Linked DNA regions of Rattus norvegicus: region 2 is linked to region 1. A link is a contact called in public Hi-C data. All regions are on one chromosome and are shown on one strand. The core of a region is the stretch at or near the end of the contact, and the rest is flanking DNA. Distances in the headings are between cores, read along the strand shown.

Evidence for each region. A called contact is a pair of places that touch in the nucleus more often than the background predicts.
Region 2: a contact with region 1 is called in a Hi-C map of Schwann cells, with 7 times the contacts expected there. The contact joins two enhancer-like sites.

What each region holds. Positions count from the first base shown.
Region 1 is chr2:62,136,479-62,142,677 of GRCr8, forward strand. No RefSeq gene overlaps it. Among named protein-coding and RNA genes, the nearest start is that of Tars1, 25 kb to the left of the region's middle. Within about 2 kb of position 3,398, at least 3 of the 93 cell types and tissues checked have an H3K27ac peak or open chromatin away from gene starts, as enhancers often do. A contact at or near this core is called in Schwann cells, where this site is marked.
Region 2 is chr2:62,591,703-62,598,148 of GRCr8, forward strand. Npr3 (natriuretic peptide receptor 3) reads right to left here. Exons shown (of 8, transcript NM_012868.1): 8 at 5,966-6,173. The coding sequence ends at 6,062. Among named protein-coding and RNA genes, the nearest start is that of Npr3, 64 kb to the right of the region's middle. Within about 2 kb of position 1,314, at least 2 of the 93 cell types and tissues checked have an H3K27ac peak or open chromatin away from gene starts, as enhancers often do. A contact at or near this core is called in Schwann cells, where this site is marked.

The sequences.
Region 1 (6,199 bases), core at 2,148-4,647:
TTCAGAGTTCTAGGACAACACAGACTATTATAAATATTCAACTGATGTAGTGTGCAAGCAGCTACAAACACGGAAATAAAATAAAAGTAGCTATGTTCCAATAAAACTTTATTTACAAAACAAAGACAATAGCTGCCAGATATCCCCCCTCCATGCATCAAGAAAAAGAAAGGTGTAGCAGAACTCACATCTCAAGCATTTTAAAGTCCAGACTCAGAAGGGCACATAGTGTCTTGGGGTCTCCTTTGTCAAATTTGGTTGCTAATGGTGCTTAGGAAGACCGTCTACCTAGCGGTTACACACCTTCATGGTTGCTTTCATTTTAGCAGATCAGATCTGGAGGGAAACTGTGAACCGTTGCCCAAGGGAAGCAACCCTGCATCAGATAACCCCGAAAGTCACTTGGTTCTGTCTCTTATTGCAAATTTCACTTGACCAAGGAATTCCTTACCCTTATTCTTGATAGTTTGGTGCAGTCATGACCTTAAAGGAACAAACATTTACTAATACATTGCCCAAGGCTTCTCTGTCATTTGTACTTGAGGGAGTTTCCAGTACACTTGAAGAAATAAAATCCTGTAACACAAAAGGCAGCAATGCATATACAATTACTGAACCAGAAGCTATATTTTATAGGCAACCCGAAGAAGTCAAAGATTACTCAGGTATTATATGTGTGCTTTTAAAAGACTATATATATATATATATATATATATATATATATATATATATATATATATACACACATTATATATAATATATAGTTTGTGCGTGTGCATACGTGTGTGCACAAATGTGTGTGTGTCTTGTGTGTGTGTTTGTGTGTGTGTCTTGTATGTGTGTTTGTGTGTGTGTCTTGTGTGTGTGTTTGTGTGTGTCTTGTGTTTCTGTGTGTGTTTGTGTGTGTGTATGTGTGTTTGTGTGTGTGTCTTGTGTTTGTGTGTCTATGTGTCTGTGTCTGTGTGTGTTCGTGTGTGTGTGTGTGTGTGTGTGTGTGTGTGTGTGTGTGTCTTTTTGTGAGGAACAAAAAAATTATAAACATGAAGTGCCCCTGATTTGGAGTCATTAAGCCAAGTAACTTCAAGGTGGACATCTATGCCGCCTGAGTTCTCAGTTTTCCCAGGCACAAAATGAGACAGTGTGCTCGGAGTTTGCTTTACATCGACTCAAAGGGATGAAACTAGAATCATCTGGGAACTTACTGAGAATATGCCTCAATCGCATTCACCTGTAAGTTGGGGGACACTTTCTTGGTTAATGATTGATGTGGGAGGACTCAGCTCACCACCCCAGGTGGGTAGTCCCAAGCTGTATAGAAAAGCAGGCTAAGCAAGTCGTGGAGCGTATCCTGCCGTGGCTCCCACTTCTGCCAGAGTTTCTGCCTGAGTTCCCTCAGGCACGGGCTCTGATTGTAAGACGAATAAAACCCTGTCTTCTGTAAGCGTTTTTTTAGTCACAGGATAGGAAGAAAACTACTACAGAAGTTTAGACTAGATCCCCCAGATACGTGTTAGTTACAGTCCTAAGTGTTAGCCTACATTTACTGTAACTTGGAGTGGATTTACTGGTAACTGTGGAGTGGATTATCCTGATGATCTTTAGTTAGGCCATTAGTTCATGAAGAGACCACTAGATGGCGCCCCTGTCACAGGTTATTTTGCTGTTCAGCCAGTATTTTAAATGTCAAAATACCTGACTAGTTGAATAAAAACTTAGGTTTTTTTTTTTTCAGTTTTTATGAATTAATTGTAGAAAATGTGCTATTTATATTAGGCAAATCAAAAGTTCTCAGAGCTACTTAGTACCAACACTTTGTACCTGGTACAAGACTTTGACTTGTATTTCACTGGATGTGCCTCTCTTTAAAGGAATGATGCTTGGAGAGAAATGATTGAGTCTGTGTGTAAGTTATCAAGTTTGATCATTTTACTCCTTTCCCCCAGTAATTTGGAAAAGGATTGCTCAAAATATCTGTGACTTAAGGCACTCTCCAGCCTTGCATGGTGGCAGGCACTTAGAATCTGGGCATCCTAAAGGCTAAGGTAGGAGAATTGACAGTTTGAAACCAGTTTGAGTTACTTGGCAAAATCCGGTCTCAAGCAAGCCAAAGCATCATTCAAATGAATAAAACAAATGAAACAAATGAAACAAATGGAAGGGGCTGGAGAGATGGCTCAGAGGTTAAAAACAAATGAAAGAATGAACAAGATCAAAGTAACACAGTAACAACGCTGGATACAAAAGTCATGCTATTCACGAATTACTCTTCTTCCTTGAAACTTGTTAGGGGCAAATTCTCTTGGAGATGCTAGGAATTGGCAGGATATTGAAATTGGATATTGAATTGAATCTCACAAACACCTGGTTAATCTGAGGTCTAGATTTTGGGAGCTTCTTGTTTTTTTGTAATGAGGCCATGGGTGGAAACTTGGAAAGGACTTTCTTTGAGAAAGGAAATACTTTTTTTGTAGTATTTCTTCATCAAACGATTTAACATTAGCTTTCATGCTATTCATCTTTTTAAAATAAATACAGGTATCTAATTTTGTTTCACAGTAATTTAGTGATATGATGGAATCTGAGAAAGTAACAGGACCCACAAACAAAAGTAACCTCAAAACAATAAAACCTCATTATCATCATATAAAGATACAGATGCTATCATTAGAACCTTGATATTGCAGACATGTTTAAGAATGTGTGCATCTGCACTGTCTGTCCTTTGTGATATGTGAGTTTTTATTTAGAACAATTTTATATGAAATGGTTAAATTGACGCTTTGGTATCCAAAGCAGGAAGTTTTGCTTATAGGAGAGTCATATAAACAGTGCATGCATGTGTGAATTGACAATAATTCTTTTCCCACAGTGGGATTGAGAATGGATCATGCAATAGAAACAATGAGTGCTAACACTGGCTTTATTATCTTAGTAAGCGGGGAATAATAGAAAAGTATACGGGGCTCTATGATGAATGAGTTACACAAAATGCAAAGTGCTGTATGGCACTGAAGCTCTTAGGGGATGACGGACAGAAAAGGGAGTGCACACGTCCTCCCGGGAAACCCTTCCCTGGTGAAGATGAGTTGAGAAAACTAAAGTGCTTAAAACTGAAGAGATAAAATAATGTAAGAACATCGGGGGAGTACATGAGGGCTCTTTTCCTTCCTCCCTTCCTTCCTTTCTTCCTTCCTTCCTTCCTTTTTTCCTCCTTTTGGGGCTGAGAGATGGTGTTGCTCTGTAGTCTGGACTGACCTGGAACTTACTGTCTAGGCTGACCTTGAACTCATAAAGATCCTCTTGCCTTCACTTTCGTGGGGCCAGGGCACCATGGAGCTGGGAGGAGCCGGTTCAGAGCAGGAGTGGGCTAGAGGTCAGTAGGGCACACATGCCCTCCACCCCACCCCATCCCCGCCCTCACTGCCAGACCCGTGTTTGTTCTTACTTTTACTCCACCAGAGGAGTTCATGTAGCCTGCTACAAGGCCATGTCTGGCAGCACCTGGGATCCCTCCTTATGTAAATGAGGTATGCCCAGCACCCTGGCCCCCATAGTCCCTACTCACCACCACCCACCCCAAAGACTGAAATAGCCTCTGTTCCCGCCAATTAAATGGGCTGTTCGATGAAGTCTGTCTCCTGAGCAGTTGTTCTGCTTCCTGCTCACTCACTCACTGCCTGTGCTCTCCACGGCCCAGCCATTCCCGCCTTGCTTCCCCTCTCAGGCCACCATGGACAATCGTGCTCTTAAGGGAGAGGGGACAGAGTGGGAACAACGGACTTCCTGCGTTCTCAGATGGCAGACGTGAACCACAAGAAGTTTCCTTGTGGTCAACTTCTCCGTGGATTGTGAAATTATAACAGGCCCCCAGAATTTAGAAGGCCCTCACGTCTTTAGCACCACGGACTCCATGGTAGACGTGCCATTCGGGCTGTAAAACAGCACTCAGACAGCATAGTCAGCCAAAAGAAATCAAAGCCCTAATCCATCAAAGACTGGACTTCTGGGAACATTTCTAAATGCACTAAGCTCTTTGGCTTCTGTATCTTCACTTCTGGCTACTTGTTCTTGTTAACTGAAGTACATCAGCCCAGGGCTTGATTTTTGTGCTTAAAACCTCACTCTGAGACAGCTCCGGGGGTACACTGGGATCCGGAAGACCTAGTGTCGTCGCCAGCCAGCTAATAAAGACTTTCTATTGGCTTAAACCTGTGTCTGAGTAGTCTTCTCCAGTGATACCCACAACAGAAATAAGACATTCTTCCATGGGTGAGAAAAGGAGGAGTCTTGGAAGCAATGTGGAGTTCCGGCCATGACTGTTCACGAGTGCATTTAAGAGCACAGATCTCCAGCTGCAAGGGGGTTTACGAGTCTAAGGGATCAGCTTTTGTGTTTCTTCTCCCTCTGTCTTGCTTTTCCTACTCAGTTTGCAAGATGAAGGAGGCCAGAACTTGAATAGAGACTTCACTGCGCTCCACTTTTATTATCAGTCTGTTCCCGAGGGGGAAACAGAGATGCTCAACTGTTTCTTTCTTTCTTTTTTTTCCCTTATGTCATCTGGCGTCAGGACTTTCTCCTTCTTTCCTTGATCCTCTCGATGAACTTAGTCTTTGGACAATGTAATTTGCGTGTAGCAGGAAGTTCCCAGTTGGTTTTAGAGAGCCAGAGCTAGAGAAATTCTCTATCACCTGTGTCCACATCTGTACGCCGATTGAATTTCTATATCCCCCTCAAGCCAAGCCTGTGTTTTGTAAAATTGTTAATGGAGTTAGAGACAATAAATAACCGGAACATGTGCATTTTTTCAATGTGAGAATTTCGTGTTTACTTGTTCATTGCTGGGGAACACAACACTTACATCCCACTTACTTTGATTACACCAGAAGGTCACGGGTCGTGTTACTGGGTTCAGGTGGTGTGTGTGTTCCCATAGTAAACTCCATAACACTTTTTCTATTTCGGTTGTAAAACTGTGTTTCAGGTCTTCTATTTCCCCTCAACTCCAGTCACTCAGGAAAGAAAATTACCTTATTTTTAAATGAAATAAAATGTTAAAGAATCAAAAAAGGGGGGGAGCTCTAATTCTTCAAATCTGGTTGCTGTTTGCAACCCTAACAGATAACCCATACGCGGCCAAAGGGAAGAAAGGATAGCGAGGGCTCCAGAGGAAGGGGCAAATGTTTACTCCAATATTGTTTGCTTCATCCTCAGAAAGAAAACAGCCAGGAGTCTTTTCCTTTCCACCTTTTATTTTAGTATAAAACGTGTTCTGCTAGTAGTCAACAGAAAACACCTACACCTTGACGTCAAATTCACAGTGTTTATCAGTAAGCAAACCAGGGTGTAGTGGAAGTGAACCTACTTTCTCTTCTTTTGAATGCCTTTCTGGAAAACGTTTAACTGTCAGAGGCCAGTTTGTTTGCACTCTTCCCCTTGGACCGAAAAGATTCCTTCTGAGGTAAGCTGAGTGCCCACCCAGGCTGTTGGTGAATTTTGAGTCAGGGACACAACCCCTCCAGGATGGTTCTCTATTCTCACCAACTTCTAAGAAAACCAACCTCAGATCGAAGGAAGTGAGATGGGGATCATTGGGCCAAGGTTTATGATTTTTAAGAAATATCTGAGATAGCAGTTTTAAGATGAACCACTGATAATATATGGTTCTTAGCAAATTTATTTTTAATTTAAAGACAATCGTGGAGAATATATATATATATATATATATATATATATATATATATATATATATATATATATATATATATATAGAGAGAGAGAGAGAGAGAGAGAGAGAGAGGTTCCTCCTCCCCCAACAAACATACTCCTTGAAGTTGATGCTACTTGTTGTTCTACTAGCATAGTTAAGGATTTGGGAATAAATTTGAGAAGAAGAATTAACCCCTTCTCCCCCAAACACCTTACTTGGTGATTCTAGTAGCAGTGCATACAGAAGACAGTAATTATTATATCAATACTTAAAATTTTTGTGTGTGTAGGAATTGGAAAACTTTATTCGTTTTCTATTTCATTGAAACAAGGTTTGATTGTATAGCCCACGGTGGTCTGGAACCCATGACCCTCCTGTCTCAGCCTCTCTAATGTGGGATACAGCTATGCACCACTATTCCAAGCTCGCACAAAACTTTCTGGAAATGAGAAGCTAGCAAACATGCAGGCTTGTAGAGCTCGGAATCTCTCT
Region 2 (6,446 bases), core at 64-2,563, 450 kb after region 1:
TCCCATGCTGCCCCACTCCAATCAACATCCTGCTACAGCATCACCTCAAACAGGATCCCAGTGCATGTGACACCTGTGGCCTCATTCAAGGACCCCCTGACTGTGGCATCAGGACCAAGGGGACAGTGCTCCAGGCACGCCAATCACTATATGTTTCTCGGACATAAGAATGGGTGACTTTTGAGACAGTGAGATGGCCTCTTTTAGCCCAGATGAAGCTAGAGATGCGGAAGGCTGATCACTCCATGTGGTATTCTTGCTGAGAGCTCTTTGGGAAACAGGACGGAAGTTCTCTGGACTGTGGGTGAGGAACACAATGACATGAATCAATGACATCATCGGGAGCATGCAATGTCTCAAGGTACCCAGGTTCATTCCCCTAACCTAGCTGCCTTGTCTGACCCCAGTAGGAGACGATGTGCCTAGCCCTGCAGGGATTTGATGTGCCAGGGTGGGGGATACCCAGGGGCTCCTCTACCCTCTCAGAGGAGAAGGGGAGGGAGGGGTGAGGGGAGGGATTGTGTGAAGCGGAGACTGGTGGGGAGGCGGTGATGGGGATGTAAAGTGAATAAATAGATTAATGAGGGAAAAAGATGCCCAGGTACAAAGTAGGGGGAGTATTCTCCATTCTTCAGGGTTTGGCACTCATCCCAATGACACATTACTATCTCTGTACATTTCCTTTGTGGGGCAAAAATTCTTGAGTCCTTCATGGACTCAACATTTCATTCAAACGTTTTAATACATCATCCCCAACAATTGATCTTTCGCTTTGGCTTATCCAAGGGAATAAAAAATCCTCAGAAAACTTGAAAATATGCAGTATATATTATAGAATTATAGACAGGAAACTGTTTCTGTAACTTATACTTTTAATGAGAACATATTGTTATACTTAGCTATGTGATATTCTTGCTGAATATGAACCTTTACAAGAACACATACACATTTATATCCAAACACCAAATGAAGTAGATTGCTTAAATGACCAATTTTGCACCAGAAATCAAATATATTATACAAAACAGGGTTATATCCACAATCATTAATCCTTGCTTTCTACACAGAACAACAATAAATTAAATCACATTATATGCAGATAGTTCTACTTACATCAGAATAGTAAACTATATGTAGCTAGTGTGGCCTTGAGTTTTCTGCCAGATTCATGGTAAGTTTTTATTGTTTGGTGGTCCTATATTTAAATTATCCATGAACAAAATGGCTCAAAAGACACAGGCTGTGGGGCTGACCTGCAGTGCCTAGCTCATGACCCCCTGGTGTTTGAGCTCTGCCCAGGGAACAAAGCTCTGATTCTCTACAGTTCGAGGGCACTTCCTTGCTGACTTATAGGCTACACCACACTGAACATGTTCAGGCACAGGCATTGAATAATGGATAAGATGGTCCATGTCAAAATCCACGTTTTCTTCTTTCTCTGCAGAAATAACTCTTTCTCTACCCAATAATAAGTGACACTTTTGTTCTAGAAAATAAAAATGAACTTGGTGGCCTGTTATGATTCACACTTGGCAAATGGACTCTTTATCCCTGTGCATATAAATTTATGTCTTTAAATATGAATCAAAGAAATGGAACATGTTTTATTAACTCGAAAGTCTACTTGTTCAAATCTTTCCACCAGGAATCATAGGATACCTCATATACCAAAGAGTTTTTGTGACATATTTATTTTTACCTCTGAGAGTCTGCTCTCAGTGAAATCCTTTCAATTATGTTTGAAGTGACTTAAAACAGAAATGCCTGCATCTGCTGGCTCAGAATGCTCTGAGTTTGGGATGAATGAACATTAGTGGTTAATGAGAGATTTGAACAACCTCCAATTCAGTGCCTTTTGAGGATTCTGTTCATCCCATAGGCCTGCGGGAGACGTCTGAAAAACCCGTAGGCTGAGAACAAAGTCCAGCTCCCTGGTTTACATGAAAATCACAGATGTGAACTGTCTGAGAGCATGCATGGCCAAGATACTGTCAGCTACCTCCTCACAGTGGTGCTGTTTTGTCTGTGTCTCTGAGTAAGTGCGGAGGCCTCCTCACAAGTTCCGACCTGCATGGGAAAGCTGCTGACACCTCCATAGAAATGCGATGGATGGCAGGTGGGACTCCGGGAAGAACAGTAGAGCCTGTGTCCGCTTCAAACTTCTTCTCCCTGTCACCTCCCCTGTCACCTCGGAGGCATAAGCTCCTGGTTCTTCTCTCAGGCATGTCCAGCACTTCTTGTGGAGACTGGCTATTGAAGAAGGTCTAAACTGTTCCTTATTCTTCCATTCTAAAGACCAACTTCAGAGATGGAACCCTCCAGTGGGGCTGGCTCATTCTCCCTACTTCTATGCTGCCCCTAAAGCATCCTGTGTTTCTAGACAGTTTCCATTTTTTCCCACTGACTAAGAAATTCAGCTCATTAGCAGCTGTCTTCTGAAGTCCTGAACCATGGGGTGTAACAAATAAAACATGCCATGTAGGTTTAGAGCCAAATGTCAATAGGCATTTACCTTCATAGTTGCACCCACTAGGGATCTGAGTTCTTTGTGTCTCAAGAAACTTAGGCCCTAGTATTTTCCAATTTATGAACACTGTTCCTTCGGTCTCTTTTTCTTAAATATGCATGCATGCGCGCACGCATACACATCTAAAAGAACCTGCCCAAGTAACTCTGCTTCAAGAAGCAATGGCTCCACTGGAAACAGCTTCTGAACCCGCTCTGTGTCTGTCCGAGATATACAAGGCCTCCCTTTTCACTTCCCACTGCCTGTCTTAGACTCCTCCAATCAGTCCCAACCAGAGGAAAAGAGGCAAGTTAGGGACACAGGCAGATGTGCCTTCAGCAAAGGGGCAGGGTGCCTGTAAGCAGGGGGAAGTGACTTGTCATTCCAAAAGCTTTTTCTTCAAGAGAAAGAGGAAGTGGGGGTGGGGCATCTGCTCTCATTCCATAGGATTCCCCTCTCCTCCATGAGTTCTGAAATGTAAACAACCATTTCAAGACATGTGGAGTTCTGTCCGTGGTTCAGGAAAAGACACGCAGATGGCTCCTCAAAACAATGCATGTTGACGGAGTCCATGTGAAACCTCTGTGCTGGGAATAGATATGACTCTACCCAGAAAGTTCTATTTCTGAGTTCAGCTTCTCTCTCAAATCTAAGACAATAACATTGGCTGTAAAATTCGTGTTTATTTCCATCACCACAAGTATATGCTTATTTTAGCGTGCATATGAACTTATATTTGACCAAATATGAAAAATGCTAATAAAATACTCACCCTTTGAAACCTTGATCATTGGACTTAAGAGTAAAAAATTATAGAATGGCTTAAGAACTAAAGTTCCATTTTGTTTATTATATAACATTGACTACTGACAGATTATGAATAATTGTCAAAGTAGTTGCTTTGCAGTGAGGAATTTGAGTTCTACAATACAATACCAAGAGTGCTTAACCCAGGGCCATCACGGAACAAACATCTACAGCCTCAGCGAAGGTTTCCCAACTTAGTGGTGTTTTCAGAACTTCATTTTAGAAACTCATATGAAGACTTATTTTTCCGAGACAAGGACTAACTGTGCAACTACAGCTGACCTGAAACTCACTCTGGAATCCAGTCTGGCCCTGAACTCATAGATATTCCCCTGCTTCCACCTCCCAAGTACTGGGATTGAAGACATGTGCCACTTTGCCTAGTCATGTAAAGACATTCAAGAAAGACAAACCATACAGCAGACATGTAAATGAGCAATCAACCTTAATAATACTAGAATTGCTTTAACATTGTAAGAAAGGACTCCAGGGACCTCATGATTAACCCTGCCTTTTTTTTTTTAAAGGCTAGCTTCCTTCTCATCTTTAACATCTAATCTGGGACTATGCTACTAACCTTAGAACAATTCCTCTAGCTAGAGCAAAAATAAAAGATACTTGTAGTAACAACACTGCCATTAATGGGTCACCATATAAACTCAAGAAAGGACTAGAAATATCTACACCCAAGGAATATAGCCAGGTAGAGAACTTTCCCCACCACCACCCTCCTGTAATTAACACACAGGTTCAAAAAAAATAAACATCAGAAAATGAGTATCTCTGAAACACAGGGGAAAACGTCGTTGAAAAAGAGAGAAACAAACAGCCCTCTGGCTCTAAGGACTGGGGTGGTTGCAGTCCGCTCATCTGTCTCCATTAGGTGCGTCTCTGACCATCAGCCGCAGCCTTCCTGAGTTGTGCTCCACAAGCTCTCCTCCTAGATTAGCATTTTTGAAGTTTACCTTTCTGGCCTACTTTTTCTGCTCTTTTGGAAGTCAGCATTTTTTTCCCTCAATATCCCACGTGCAGAACCACAATGTACCTCCTTCCATGGTTCAAGAGCTAATTCATTTTATCATGAGGTTTGCATCCCATTTCCTGAGCCATAAAGAAATGCACCCCTCACAGAGGCAGGTCATTCACTTTGACTTAACCGAGAATGAGGTGTGACACACTCCTTCCCCGGGGAGCTAGCTTTCAGAGCTTGCTGCGCTTGCCTGACTTTCTCTACAGTTAACCTGAACGGATATCCAAGGAGTTACTTAATTCCTCCCCTTCAAACTGGGTTTCAGATGCTCAAAAATGTTACCAAGAGAAGCGTAATTACAAGACTGTCCCCTTGTTCCCTCCTCGAATGATAAACTAGGAACCCAAATTTAAACCTCCGCACACAGAACCGAGCGCAAAGCCGATACCCAGCAAAGGTTGGCTCTCAGTCCTGGCCATGCTGCCCTTGTCTGTCCTAGATCACTGTCCAAGCTATGGGTGATTTGTGGTGGCTGTAAAACTCTATGAGGTTAAAGGGACACAGCACCTACCAACGTTCTCTTTTTTAATCAAAATCATCACCTCAGATTTTGATAAATTGTGTGCAGTTTTTTAAAATGTATCATCACTGTATCTTGCTGTCGAATTCTCACTGTCTGCTTGTTCTGGAGGGAAAGGGGTTGTGTTTCTTTATAGATTCTGCTGAAGTCTACTGGTTTTGAAGTGCATCATTCGACCATAGTTCAGAAGGGATGTAGCCCTCCAATAACATACATTTTAAAGCGGTCGAAAATGAACAACAGCTTAACATCAATCTAATGCTTCAGATACTGTAAGCTCAACAGACTTCTCCCCATCTTCAGTCAGAGCAGCGAGGTTAGTATTAGCCACAGCCAAGAAAGAGAACAGCAGAGAAAAAGAGAACCAGTCCTCCCTCACCACAGATTTGTCACACGCCTCCTCCATGCTCTTAAAATATAAGTGAAATTTAATCTTCAAAATGAAAAAATAGACACATTTCTAATACCAAAATATAAGATTAAAATACTTAAAAATAAAATGTTAGTATGAAGTAGGGCTTTTTTTTACATCATAAAAGAAACATTTTAGACTGATTTTTTTATATAAATCCACCTAACTCACTAGTATTTACAGATTTCCAGAGTAGCTTTGATGAGACACTAAAAGAGACAGGGAGGATCCTTTCTTGAGATATGAAGTCAGACCTGAATGTGGACGTTGGACGAAGCCCTCGGCAACCACAAACCTGTTCCCCAACTCCAGAGAGAGGGGCATGCATTCCCAGCCTTGAGATTTCTCTCATTCCTTTGTCCTCTTATTGGGTGTTAAATTCTTTCCAAGAATATTCTACTTGTAAAAATTGTTTTATTCTAGCTACAAAACATTTCATTTTGGAAAAACCACATTTTTATAACCTTGTGTGAAATACCCCCAAAGCAATCAAGATATGGAGACTCCAGACTTTCGAGACATAAATCTACTCCGATGCCCCTCCAACAGCCAGAACACTTAACAGGATTACGTTATATAATTATATCTGTTTGCCATGAGATGAAAGACCAGAAGGCAGATAGTGATTAATAATCATTCCTGAGCTTCTAAAGAAAATTTAAAATGAAATGACTACTGCTTAAAAGAATGAATTCTCCAAGAACACCCTTTCTGTTCCATTGATGTCTGTCCTTCAACTATCTCTTTAAGGAATCTCAAGCAGACAAAGCAAGGGGGGCATTTCTTTTAAGCCACCGAAAAATGTGATCTGATGGAATCTTCCCGCAGCTCTCGATGTTTCCCAATGTTGCTTTCTTCTTGGTGATTTCGCCTCTCAATGGTTATTCTGTATTTCTTCCTGGGTAAAGGCAAAACAAATGTAATAATAAAACCTCACTTGACTATAAAATACTATGGTTCCTCTTACAAAGAGTGCCCTCCAGGGACATCTGGGTTAGGTTTGATAAATGACTAGTGACACAATATGAAACCCTGGTTGGAGATTAAAGTAGTGTGCCCCCAAGGCATCATGTCCTTATTCAGGGAGGAAAATTGGCATGCTTTCTGAAATGCCAGAGGACAAGCCTTCCCCTTCTTCCTAGGAGCCTTATCTATTCTGCCCCAGAATCTC